Linked DNA regions of Zea mays: all the other regions are linked to region 3. The links are chromatin contacts, called in public Hi-C maps. All regions are on one chromosome and are shown on one strand. The core of a region is the stretch at or near the end of the contact, and the rest is flanking DNA. Distances in the headings are between cores, read along the strand shown. Region 1 holds the start of LOC100193666. Region 2 holds the start of LOC103629849. Region 3 holds the start of LOC103629848 (cationic amino acid transporter 8, vacuolar).

Region 1 (3,879 bases), core at 638-3,137, 180 kb after region 3:
GGAGGACTGGGTGCTGGACTCTATCCCATATAGCGTAAAGAAACACGTGCAGCAGGTAACTGGGTGCTAGACTCTACGCGTGATCGAGCTGCAAATGTAGAGTTCGGACGCACATGCGCTAAACGAGGCATGCAAGCAAGCAGCCGGCGGAGGCAGATGCATGCATGCACGCGGAGGTGGGGAGGCGGGCCCACATGCATGCACGCGGCCGTTCACAGCACATGCATGCACTCGGAGTGGGAAAAAATATAATATAATATACGGTAGTTGGTATATGGTTGAAATATAGAGTAAATATGAGTACGGAGGATTGTGGTATAGAGTGCTGATCAGGACAGAATATTCTTTTTAGGGTAGAAATTTAGAGTAGTATGAGTGCGGATAGCCTGAAGAAGAAGTGCGGCGAGCAGGGCGCGAGCGTGTGCTCCGACCCGGCGGCGTACGTGCGCTGGGACGGCATCCACATGACCCAAGCCGCGTACAGGAAGGTCGCCGACGGCTGGCTCAACGCCCTGCTCAGGTCGTAGTCGTAGGACAGAGAGATGATCGACCAAACTGTATGTAGCATTGCAACACCGCAGCTCGCAGCTGCTGATGCGGCTGGAGAGTACGTGGGAGTAGTGTTGGGAATTGAGCCAGACCGGACTAGACTGGTCTAAATCTATCGTGCTTTGTGTCAGATAAGTTCGGACCAGAAAAGCCGAAAAAATTTTTAGGTCATGTCGTACCAGTCCGAAGTGCAAAATAATGGTCCAACCTAGTCCTAAACCACGTTGTGCCTTCGTTGGGCCGTGTCGGCCCAAGCTCGACCCGTATATTTGACCATATAAAATCAAAATATTATAACCACATAAAGTCTACAACGTACTAAATGAAATATACTAAACAATTCTAGCATCATTTGACTACATAAACTCTAAATATCACAACAATATAAATTCGTTATCTTACTAAATTAAAGAAATTAAATAAATTGGGTCGTGCCGGCCTAAGCCTGGCTCGTCTGTGTGGGCCGTGTCAGGGGCTCGGCGCGACGGAATTTGAGGGCTGGTACAGACCCGCCTTCGGGCCGTGTTTTTGCTTTAGGCTCCTGTTTTCGGGTCGTGCTCGTGCTAAAAGACCGACCCATATTCCTAGCACTAGTGATGGGTATGGTAAGGTAAAGCTATTTAGTCGGTTCACTGAAAGGATTTTTTTATAGCTGAAACGCGCCAGAAAAAGAAGTTGGCGATGAGAAGGCGACGCAGCCACCATCGCTGCTTAAGACATGACGGCAATTTGCCATGCCCAATCTGTCCGAGATCAAGGACAGCTGCTCTGCTGCTGTGTGTGTGCTCAAGTGCGATGATCTCTCCCGAATCGGAGGCGAAATATCCCAGTCATCCCCGACGCGTCTCCCTCGCCATATCCCAGTCAACCGCATTCAATACCTCCAGGCCACGGCCGCAGTCAATGCACAGCTCGCGTCCGCGTGTTCCCCGTCTCCACGCGTCCATCAGGCCATCTCCAGCGGCAGCCGGCAGCAGCACCACCTCCGCGCGCGCGGGCCGCACCGAGAGCAGGCGTCCAATCGGTCGACGGTCGTCCACGCGCAGCTACGCTACGGCTTGGGGTGGTGGGCGCTAGAACTAGAAGAATCCAAACTCTCCCACCCGAACCAGTGAATGAACTCCACAGTCCATAGCAGTCCGGCTCGTCACTCGCTGCACTGCAGCAGGTCGCCTGTGCCTGTGGCTGCCATGCCTGCCTGGCCTACAACTACAAGAGCGAGCGGACAAGCGCCAGCGCCACGGGCATGCCAAGCCAGTTCACGAGCCCGGCCAAGAACCCAAGCACGGCCAAGCCAAACCGCCCTTCTCCTCCTGGCTCCTCATGCCTCGCTTGACTCCTCGCGCCAATTTCGGGAAACAGGCCATGCCGGGAGACGGGGGAGCAGCTGGAAGCGCGAGGTGGGTTTGCGCGGTCCTTTCGGTGTTCCCGCTTCTAGCGGCGGCGGCCCAGGGAAGGTACCGCGCGGTGTTCAGTTTCGGGGACTCGCTGGTGGACGCCGGCAACCTGGTCACGGAGGGCATCCCGGACTACCTCGCCACCGCGCGCCCGCCCTACGGCCAGACCTACTTCGGCTACCCCACCGGCAGGTGCTCCGACGGCCGCCTCGTCGTCGATTTCATCGGTAAATTTCGCCGATTCCAGGCTCCCCTAACCTTTTCGCGTGCGTGCGTGCGTGCGTTCTTGGGAGTCGCCTCTGTTCGGACGGAATTCGATGGGTCTGATTCTTTCTGGCCTTCTCCTCCTGCAGCGCAGGAGTTGGGCCTCCCGCTGCCGCCGCCGTCCAAGGCCAAGAACGCCAGCTTCGCGCAGGGCGCCAACTTCGCCATCACCGGCGCCACCGCGCTCGACACCGACTTCTTCCGGAAGCGAGGGCTCGGCAGCACCGTGTGGAACTCCGGCTCCCTCCGCACGCAAATCCAGTGGCTGCGAGACCTCAAGCCATCGCTCTGCAGCTCCGCGCAAGGCACACGTACACACCCAAGAACGCAAATTTTCGCCGATCCTTTACCATCTCTTTCTTTCTTTCTTAAAGTAAAAATTCAATTTCGTTGACGCTGCTATCCTTTTTGTCCCCGCTGCTATCCTTGGGTCGTGAAGGATGCAAGGAGTTCTTCGCCGAGTGCCTGTTCGTCGTAGGCGAATTCGGTGGGAACGACTACAACGCCCCGCTGTTCGCCGGCAAGGACCTCAGGGAGGCATACAAGCTGACGTCCCACGTGATCCGAGCCATCTCCGATGGAGTCGAAGTAAGAACTGCGCCTTCGCTCTGCTACTAGCTAGCTAGCTCGGCGTGCTTGCTCCGTGGGATTTTGTTCACCGATCCCTTGTATTGTATGTGCCCTGCTCTGCTCCTGGCCTGCTTGCAGCAACTGATCGCCGAGGGGGCAAAGGATTTGATCGTGCCCGGTGTGATGCCATCAGGGTGCTTTCCGGTCTACCTGACCATGTACGCTGACCCCAAGGAAGGGCATGGCTCGCGCACCGGCTGCCTCAAGCGGTTCAACACTTTCTCTTGGGTGCACAATGCGATGCTGAAGCGCGCGCTCGTGAAGCTCCGAGCGAAGCACCCTGGCGCGAGGATCATCTATGGCGATTACTTCACGCCAATCATCCAGTTCATACTCCAGCCCAAGAAATTCGGTGAGCTCCTCGGTTTCTTGTTTGCATTGCATTGAACACTATTCTAGAACGGCTGACAAAACAAAAATGCCATCTTAAACAGAACATACGTGGAAAGAACTGCAGCCGATCACATGTCTTGTTTATTTCTACTCTGTTAACCACCATTCATTCAGGCATCGCATCCTGGGACCCATAACTCTTTTAGCAACATTCTGACCAATCAAATAGAGAAGCATGGGACTGCATTGCTGAAACATCTGTGTCAGAAGGAGAATCTTCCTTCCATGCTATGCATTGGTTTTCTCCCGGACATCATCAAGAGATGGGTATAAATTCTTCCATCCTTGTCATCTGTGCATGATGGGGGTGCAAGAGCTGCGTGGCCATCCCTGTATTATTTTCTATCTATCATAGATCATAGAGCTTGTGTGGCCACTGGCAAACAAGATTGACATCAAGCGACTGACATGATCACATGATTATATCCCAAGTGAACCTAAAAGTTCTCCCACACAACGACGCAGGGTTTTACAAACAACCACCAAGGGCATGTTGTGGCGCGCCTGGGAGGGGTCCTTACAATTTCAACCTGACAGCGAAGTGCGGTGAGCCTGGTGCCTCGGCTTGCGCTGATCCTAAGACGCACTGGAGCTGGGATGGTATTCACTTGACAGAAGCCGCGTATCTGCACATTGCCAGAGGCTG
Region 2 (4,027 bases), core at 605-3,104, 140 kb after region 3:
TTAGAGAATATTATTGGGTAACAAAAAGTGATCAAGCGCACAACTTGCCTGACACTTGAGATTCTAGGTACCAGGATGATTCTTCAGATCCTTATGACCTCACTGCTAGTCGTAGCAATATAAACAAACATGGTATAGATAAAATTAACATCACACCAAACATAAGTACAAACTGAATAATAATAATATACGCGTCACTACGAGATTGTGGGATCGAGAACCACTAAAATCGGAGTTACGGTTAAGGAGTTATGGTTTATAAAATACCTATGTGGTTTAAATATCAAACTATATTATAAATTGATCAGTGTAAATTATATGAGAGATTATTCTATAAATAATTATCTCAACTTTAATCTAAGTCATTATTTGATTAAAGATAATCTAGGAAAATTATAACCATAAGATCAGAATACTATATTAATATTAAAGAAGTTAATCCAATAGACATAGATTAATCCAATTAGTTACCTAATTATAAAAGTAGGGGATATCATATAACAAATCTTGTTACTGAGTAGTAAATATTTATACGTAGGTAACGCAACTGGAACGGGTCAAATCGGAATTAAAACGAAGAAGTTATGAATTTCCGAAGTTCGTATGTGCTTGCTACAAAATTAATTGAGTAATCAATTTTAGTATAGGTTTCATGTTAAAATAGTGTTACCAAGTAGTAGACAATATTAATACAAAATTATGGGAACTGGAATGGACTAAAAAGGAGTTGAAATGAGTTTTCTATGAATTAAACTAGGTTTTGAAATTGTTTTTATACTAAATATCCATTTTCTATATTTATTTACCTATTTTCTCATCGCTCTGGACTGCGCGCACTAATACTGAGAAGCTCGAGGTTCAAATTATAAATTTTAGGGCCTCTGCGTCATTATTTTCACACTCGTTTGTACTGCGGATTTATTTCTATTAAGTACAGGGATTTATTTGAAAAAGGGGCTCACAACGGGGTATCCTGCGCTCACATCCACACGATCCCAATTCGGCGATCCAGATTAAATTATATAAACAACGAAACGGTACACAATTTCAGCCCTAGGATTCCAGTTCAACCGACCAGATTCAATCAACGTGGATACCAGCCAAAGCCCACTAACGCCATCGGACGGTTCACGCTTGCAACAGATGAACCAGTACCCATCTAATCCTGACCCTCTATTCAAATCCGACGGCTCGTACATCATCTTCTCCCATAGCTGCTACCATTTCTCAATACGCACGCCATACCGGCCTCTACCGTAGATACCGCACAGTGGCAACCAAGGCATGGGAGAGGAGGACCTCACCGTTTGAAGGCGGAGCCGGCCGACGACGAAACGCGGTGCGCAGCGAGGCACAGGTCCAAGCGATTCAACATCTCTTCGAGCACGCCCAGGTCCGCGACCCAGCCGGACGACGGTGCCCAGGTCCACGACCCAGCCGGACGATGGCGCCCGCGCATGCAGTCATCAATGCCAGGAAGTGCCCATGGTGACTTTGTCCTCCCGGCAACACCTGACAATCGTAATTCTTCAGTGGTGACTACCCCTTCTCTCTGTTCACAGGGATCGGATCCTGGTATGGCACTCATGGTTCTCTCTCCTGCTGTTGGCAATGGCGAGCCCTAGCTCTACTTGACGGCCTTTTTGGTGCATGGGCATGTATAAATACTATGACAAGGGTGCTCGGCTGGCAGGGAGAGAATCACGGCTATTATTTTTTTGGAGTTCGTTGCGATCCCATATCAATTTGTTACGGATCCGGTGTTTTTGATGTTACTGTTTGGTTATTTTACACGAGGCCGGGTCTGCTTTGATTGCTAGTGGGAGAAGCTTCTGGGTGAAGGGGCCCGCATGCCCGTGACTACTCACCTGCACGACTCGATTTGGCTCCAGGTGATGCGGTTTGCAAGCTAGCTTGTTGACATTATCCATGACCTCATGGTGATGTAATCTCCGGCAAGGGAATAAAAAAAGAAAACATCCAGGAAGCGGCATGGGCTTTGTGGCTTGGATAAAAGCTGGGCCGGTGATTTTGTAGCCTGGTCGGTCGAGTGTTTTGGCTAGGCCAAACTAGGTACGTATGTCCTCTTTCTGTTTCTCTTTTCATTTGTTTTTTTCTATTTTGTATTTCTATTCTATTTTTATAGATACATATTCCATTTAAAACCTAAATTCAAATAGAGTTTTGAACTCCAAATTAAATGCACAAACAAAATTCCAGAAAACAAGTTCTAGTATGTTTTTTATATTTTAGTTGATATTTATAGATATTAATTCACCCTTAATCAAGAATGTATTAATTCATTTATTAATGGAAGGTAAGTATATCCCCATTTATATATTTATTTTATCTCATTTGCATAGTATTCCTCCTCTTTCCTTAATTTCCAGAGTTTCCATTGGAACTTAAATTCTAATTTGAGCATTAACATTTTTCTTTTACATTATTTTTATACTATCACAAAATGCACACAAAATAAAATCCAGCATGATACATGATTTAGTGGCATGTCTTTTATTAATTATTTGTTTTTTAAATGAGGTGTTCTCATGTGATGGTAAATAGAGGGCACATATATAAATGAAATAATTTTCCTTTTATATTATCTCTTACAAATTAGGTATTACAGTGTCTCTTGCTTTGATTACAAAGGTGTTGAGAACAAGAATGGGGGGGAAGAAAAGCGATCCAAGCGACAAGAACTCAAATGAACACAAATCTCTCTCTCACTAGTCACTAAATGTTTGGAGTGATCTTTGGACTTGGGAGAGGATTTGATCTCTTGTTTATGTCTTGGAGTGAAGTCTAAAGCTCTTGTATTGAATGCAATGGCTGAAAACTTGGATGCCTTGAAGTGTGGTGGTTGGGGGGTATTTATAGCCCCAACCACCAAAGTGGCCGTTGGGGAACTCTGCTGTCGATGGGCGCACCGGACAATCCGGTGCGCCACCGGACACTATCCGGTGCGCCAGCCACGTCACCCAACCGTTAGGGTTCGACCGTTGGAGCTTCTGACAGCTGGGCCACCGAACAGTCTGGTGGTGCACCGGACTGTCACTGTTCACTGTCCGGTGCGCCTTGTAGCGCCTGCTCTGACTCTACGCGCGCAGTCCGCACTGTTCACTGTTCACTATTCACTTTTGCAGTCGACCGTTGGTGCAGTAGCCGTTGCTCCCACTGGCACACCGGACAGTCCGATGCTACACCGGACAGTCCGATGAATTATAGCGGGGAGTGATTTCCAAAAACTCGAAGGTGGCAAGTTCAGAGTGATTCTCCCTGGTGCACCGGACACTGTCCGGTGGCACACCGGATAGTCCGATGCGCCAGACCAGGGCAGCCTTGGGTTGGTTTTGCTCCTTTTTATTTGAACCCTTTCTTGGACTTTTTATTGGTTTGTGTTGAACCTTTGGCACCTGTAGAACTTATAATCTAGAGCAAATTAGTTAGTCCAATTATTTGTGTTGGCCAATTCAACCACCAAAATCATTTAGGAAAAGGTTTGACCCTATTTCCCTTTCAGTTTCACTGATTCTCCATTCTGTTTATTCTAGTGAAAGTAGCACTTGTACCTCTATGCTTCTATTTATGTGTACATATGTATTCTTGTTCATGTAATTTGAGTCACCGAATGACATCATGTGCCAATATATTATGATTTCCATTTGTGTCTACTACTACATTGTGTTGCTCCAACAGGATAAAACTACAAATAGAATGTCGAAAGCAGCTGAACTTTAATGAAGACATTGCTGCTATCTACTTCTGCTTGTCTTCATAGTAGAGACGGATCCATGGACTTAGTTTTTATGTATCTAGTAACATGTGTTTTACATATGTTTTACTCTTTGCAGGTATGGAAGGGGATGGCTGTTACTTTACCAATCTTGTTAATGGAGCTTTTGAAAAATTTAGAAGATGTCTCTAAAACACCAGTTGACTTGCAATCTACTGCCCCAATAAAGGATATCAACAAGTCATCGAAGTCAAACCTAAAGCAAAAGGGTAAAAACTTTACCCAAGATGA
Region 3 (4,289 bases), core at 1,395-3,894:
CTCACGTCTGACGAAGGCGCGTTGGGGCAACGGGTCGTCACACGCATGTAGTGGTCGATCGCCGGCGACGGCGAGAGGAAAACGGATGCATCAGCCGAGACGCGAGGAGCGCCGCCGTCCACGCGGCAAGCTTCCTCATGTTGGTCTCATACTCCCTGTCCTCCTCGTTCCCCGATTCCCGCTTACCGCCATCTCCGCAACCGCCGCCGGCATGGTGTCCTCGCCGCGGATTGGGGCCTCCGCCGCCACGTACGGTAACCATAGCCGCGCAGCCAAACTCCGCTGATCCGAAGCCGATCGCCGCCGCTCACCGGAAAAAAAATTCGCGAGGAAATCGAGAATTATCCTTTTATTTATTATTAACAGCGCTGAGCCGAGAAAGTGGCAGCCACTGCAGTCAGTGGATCTCAATCCGCAAAATTGGCGTACTTTTTTCTTTGCTTTCAATGCACTGATTGAGTCGACCATCCATATGAACAGTTGATACGATTGGTTATCATTCTCCTTTCTGCCAGTCTCCATCAGCTGCGTGTCTTTTCTTTTAACCAAAGCATAAAGTTGTCGGCATTAAATAATTGATGACAATAACAAGGCGTTCATGAATCACGAGGTTTCAACCCTACACTACAGTTGAACAAACCTTTTGCTCAACTAACCAAGAAATGGCATCCTCTGTGTCACACCGGCATTATCTTCCTCTGCTCCACGCCGTCGGTGGCAGCGTCGGGCGCCGATGTCGTCTGACCTTCAGAGTGCACCATGTCATAGGTGGCGTGCACGCTGAAGAGCACGTAGTACACAAGCATCGCCGCCGTGCAGATGCCAAAGCGCATGTAGGCGAGGGAGCCGAGAGAGCCCATAAGGAAGAGGTTTGTGGCGACGGACATGGCCGGCAGCCACGGCATGAGCGGCGCGCCGTATACCCTGGGCGCGCGCTGCTGCTCCGCGAATAGCGCCAGCCCCGCCGTGCCGGCCGCCCACAAGGCGCCGAACGCTACGTACCCGGGCCACCGAGCAGCGTAGCCCGAGTTGTAGTACACGGACAGCCCGATGGACGACAGCACGATCAGCGCCAGGAAGCCGACGAAGGTGCGGGCCTGCGCGGGGGACGTGGTGCCCGCGACGTAGTATCGTCGGACGAGGAGCGCCACGGCGACGAGCGCGAAGATGAAGAGCGTGCTGATGGAGGAGACGGACGCCAGCACGTCGAGGCTGGAGAAGAGCGCGACGCAGGCGGCGCCGAGCGTGACGGCGATGGTGGCGTAGATGGGCGTGCCGGTCCTGGGGTGCACGAGCGCGAAGTAGGGCGGGATCATGTGCGTGCGCGCGATCTGCGTGGTGTAGCGCGCCTGGCCGAGCGCGCCGACGAGGAGGCCGCTCGTCATGCCCTTGAGCGCGCCGAGCGCCACGACGTAGCGCGCCCACTTCATCCCGGCCGCCGCGAACGCCACCGAGTAGGCCGCGTTGGCGTCAATGTCGCTGTAGCGCTGCATCCCCACGAGCGCGAGGGACATGGCGCAGTAGACGAGGGTGATGGCGGACATGGACGAGATGAGGCCCAGCGGCACGTCGCGGCCGGGGTTCTTGGTCTCCTCGGCCATGGTGGCCACCATGTCGAATCCCGTGTAGGACCAGTACACGACGGCCGCCGCGCGGAAGACGCCCGCGGCGCCGAAGGGGAAGAATGACGGCGCGAGGTTGGCTGGCTCGAAGTGCGAGAACCCCGCGGCCAGCACGAACGCGATGATGGCGATGCCGACCGCGGACGCCACCGAGTTGACGGTGGAGGTGAGGCGCGCGCCGGACACGGCGAGCGCGGAAGTGGCGCACAGCACGACGACGGCGATCGGGTCCAGCAGATTGAAGCCGTCGGCGAGCGCGGGGACGTGGATGCGGAGCGCGTCGCTGTCGCGGCCGATGAGCGCCGCGAGGTACGACGTCCAGGACCGGCCCAGGCCGGCCGCGCCCACCACGGCCTCGAGCAGGATGTTCCCGGCGGCGATGAACGCGGCCAGGTCCCCGAGCTCGACGCGCAGGTACGAGAACGAGCCGCCAGCCGACGGGATCTCGCCGGCGAGCTCCGCGTAGCAGAAGGACGAGAGCAGCGCCGAGAAGCCCGCGGCGGCGTAGGCCAGCGGGATGGCCGGGCCGGCGTCGAACCGCGCCTCCTGGCCGGTGAGCACGAAGACGCCCGAGCCGACGACGGAGCCGAATCCGAGGAAGGCGAGATCCACCCACGACAGGCACCGCCGGAGGGGATTCTCGCTCTGGGCGAGCAGCGTCCCCGCCTCGACGGCCTCGGAGGAGCGACTCGTGACGCGGTCGCGCAGCCGTGGCCCAGTGGACAAGAGCGCGCCGCCGTACGCGCGCCAGCTCTGGAACGAGGGCTCCGGGAAAAAGTCGGCTTTGCTCCACCGCCAGTACCCGTGGCCCGCCGCCGGCTCGCCCCCCATCGCTGTCGACGTCATCGCGGATGTGTTTTAGCTAACACGATCTATAATTTCTGCTGGCACAAGGATTTATTTGTTGGATTTTTAGAGAAATAATGGGACGAGTTGGGCGAAGGCCCGTGGACAGATCTGTTAGGCTTGATCTTATTTAAAATTTAAACTCGGCCCGTGTTGGACTCCACTAACACGATTTCCACGCGAAGTGTAGGCTCGGTTATTTCTATTTCATACGGATCGAATGTGATTAGAAAAAAAATATGTTTTTTTAACTTATTTAAAATTTAAACTTACTAAATTGTACTCAATCTATATAAAAATTGAGAGTAAAATAAATAAGCCCTACAGAAATTAGGGGCGTGACCGCGTGACGACGCACGAATTAACATCCGCCATACGCCCATACCTTGGGAATTGGGATCTGAGCGGAGGATACTCTTTGCGAAGCGAACACATGGCTGAGAGAAAAATCCAACGATGCGAGCTGCACTTATGGGGCGTGTTATTGCAGCGGGCCTTAATTGGGCTGCACCGAGCGGCTATGCTGTGCACCTTGCCTCAGACCAACTTCCCAAACAGCCACGCTAAGTAGAAGCGAGTAGGCAGTTGGGAACAGCTGATGTAACCGAACGTGGCTGGCAATGCCCACTAATCCACTATCCTGATTCTTCGTTGGGGAATTCTTCTCTTAGGGCTTGTTCGGTTATTCCTGTCCCATGTGGATTAGATGGGATTGGAAAAAATACGAAGGATTTTAACTTGTTCGGGATTTAAACTCATCCAATCTCACTCAATCCACATGGATTAAGAGGAAAGCGAACAAGCCTTTACGTGGATATAAAAGGGAAAAAACTCTTAACTGACAGGAAAACGGGTACAAAGATTTCTCATCCCTATTTTCACAGGGACTGTTAAACTTACATACGACGATATTTTTTATGTAATAATTAATGATAAAAATAAATAATTACCTTGTCAAGAGACCACTTATTATATAAATATATCTATTTTTATGTATATATAATATTTTTTACACCTGACAATGTGTATAAGTGACAATATTTTCCATTAATAATAAAGAAAGTATGTTCTAAGTACAATTTAGGTGGGGACGGGGATCCCCGATGGGGATTTATCCCGGCGGGAAACGGGGACGGGAAAATTGTCCTGCACAAGCGTTCGTGAGGATCTCCGCGGGGAAAAAAATTCGTCGCGGAAACGAGAATGGGGAGCTAAAACCTGACAGGGAATTCTCCATTGCCACCCTTAAACGTGGCGCATGACATCTCCATCCTCTATGCAACACATAGCTGGATTTATACCCACCTTAAGAGCATCTCCAACAATGACTTGTCTCAGTGCCTTAAATTAAATTATAGAGTTTAAGCTAAAAAAATTGCTCCAACACTAACCTAATTTATAAAAGTTTGTTAAAAATAATCACCTCCTAAAGCGCCACAAATATACTGCACTTTATTGGGCTGCCCATATCTAGATCTAATAAACGGACATTTTAGAAAACTTTTCCTCGAATAGGGTAGATTAACATATTTCGGTTAATCACTTGACTTGGGGCTTTATTGCTAGAGCTTAATTTTTTGTTGGTTCCCTAAATTATATAAAATATATTTATTTTAAATTTTTAGGACACTTTTATAAGGCACATTGTTGGAGATGCTCTAACACTACCTCCAGCAAACTCACTATTTCAAACTACACTATGCAAATAGTGCAATCTACAGTACAAAATAGTATTTTGTATGACCATTTACACGGTCTGCTAGAGATGACCAAGGCTGTCTCCAGCAGTTCTCCTATCTCGTACCCTATTTTAAAGTTTTT

What was found. A called contact is a pair of places that touch in the nucleus more often than the background predicts.
Region 1: a Hi-C map of leaf shows a contact between it and region 3, with 5 times the contacts expected there. The contact joins the promoter of LOC100193666 here to the promoter of LOC103629848 in region 3. A contact is called at or near these places in 2 of 25 Hi-C or Micro-C datasets (ear and leaf).
Region 2: a Hi-C map of leaf shows a contact between it and region 3, with 5 times the contacts expected there. The contact joins the promoter of LOC103629849 here to the promoter of LOC103629848 in region 3. A contact is called at or near these places in 5 of 25 Hi-C or Micro-C datasets (bundle sheath, ear, endosperm and 2 more).

Annotation. Positions count from the first base shown.
Region 1 is chr6:116,409,488-116,413,366 of Zm-B73-REFERENCE-NAM-5.0, forward strand. LOC100193666 reads left to right here and starts at 1,888. Exons shown (of 5, transcript NM_001138759.1): 1 at 1,888-2,173; 2 at 2,300-2,521; 3 at 2,650-2,798; 4 at 2,919-3,192; 5 at 3,699-3,879. The coding sequence starts at 1,915.
Region 2 is chr6:116,366,749-116,370,775 of Zm-B73-REFERENCE-NAM-5.0, forward strand. LOC103629849 reads right to left here and starts at 1,855. Exons shown (of 2, transcript XR_002263170.3): 1 at 1,305-1,855.
Region 3 is chr6:116,225,900-116,230,188 of Zm-B73-REFERENCE-NAM-5.0, forward strand. It overlaps LOC103629848 (cationic amino acid transporter 8, vacuolar), which reads right to left and starts at 2,645. Exons shown (of 2, transcript XM_020539427.3): 1 at 657-2,645; 2 at 1-533. The coding sequence starts at 2,468. The coding sequence ends at 678.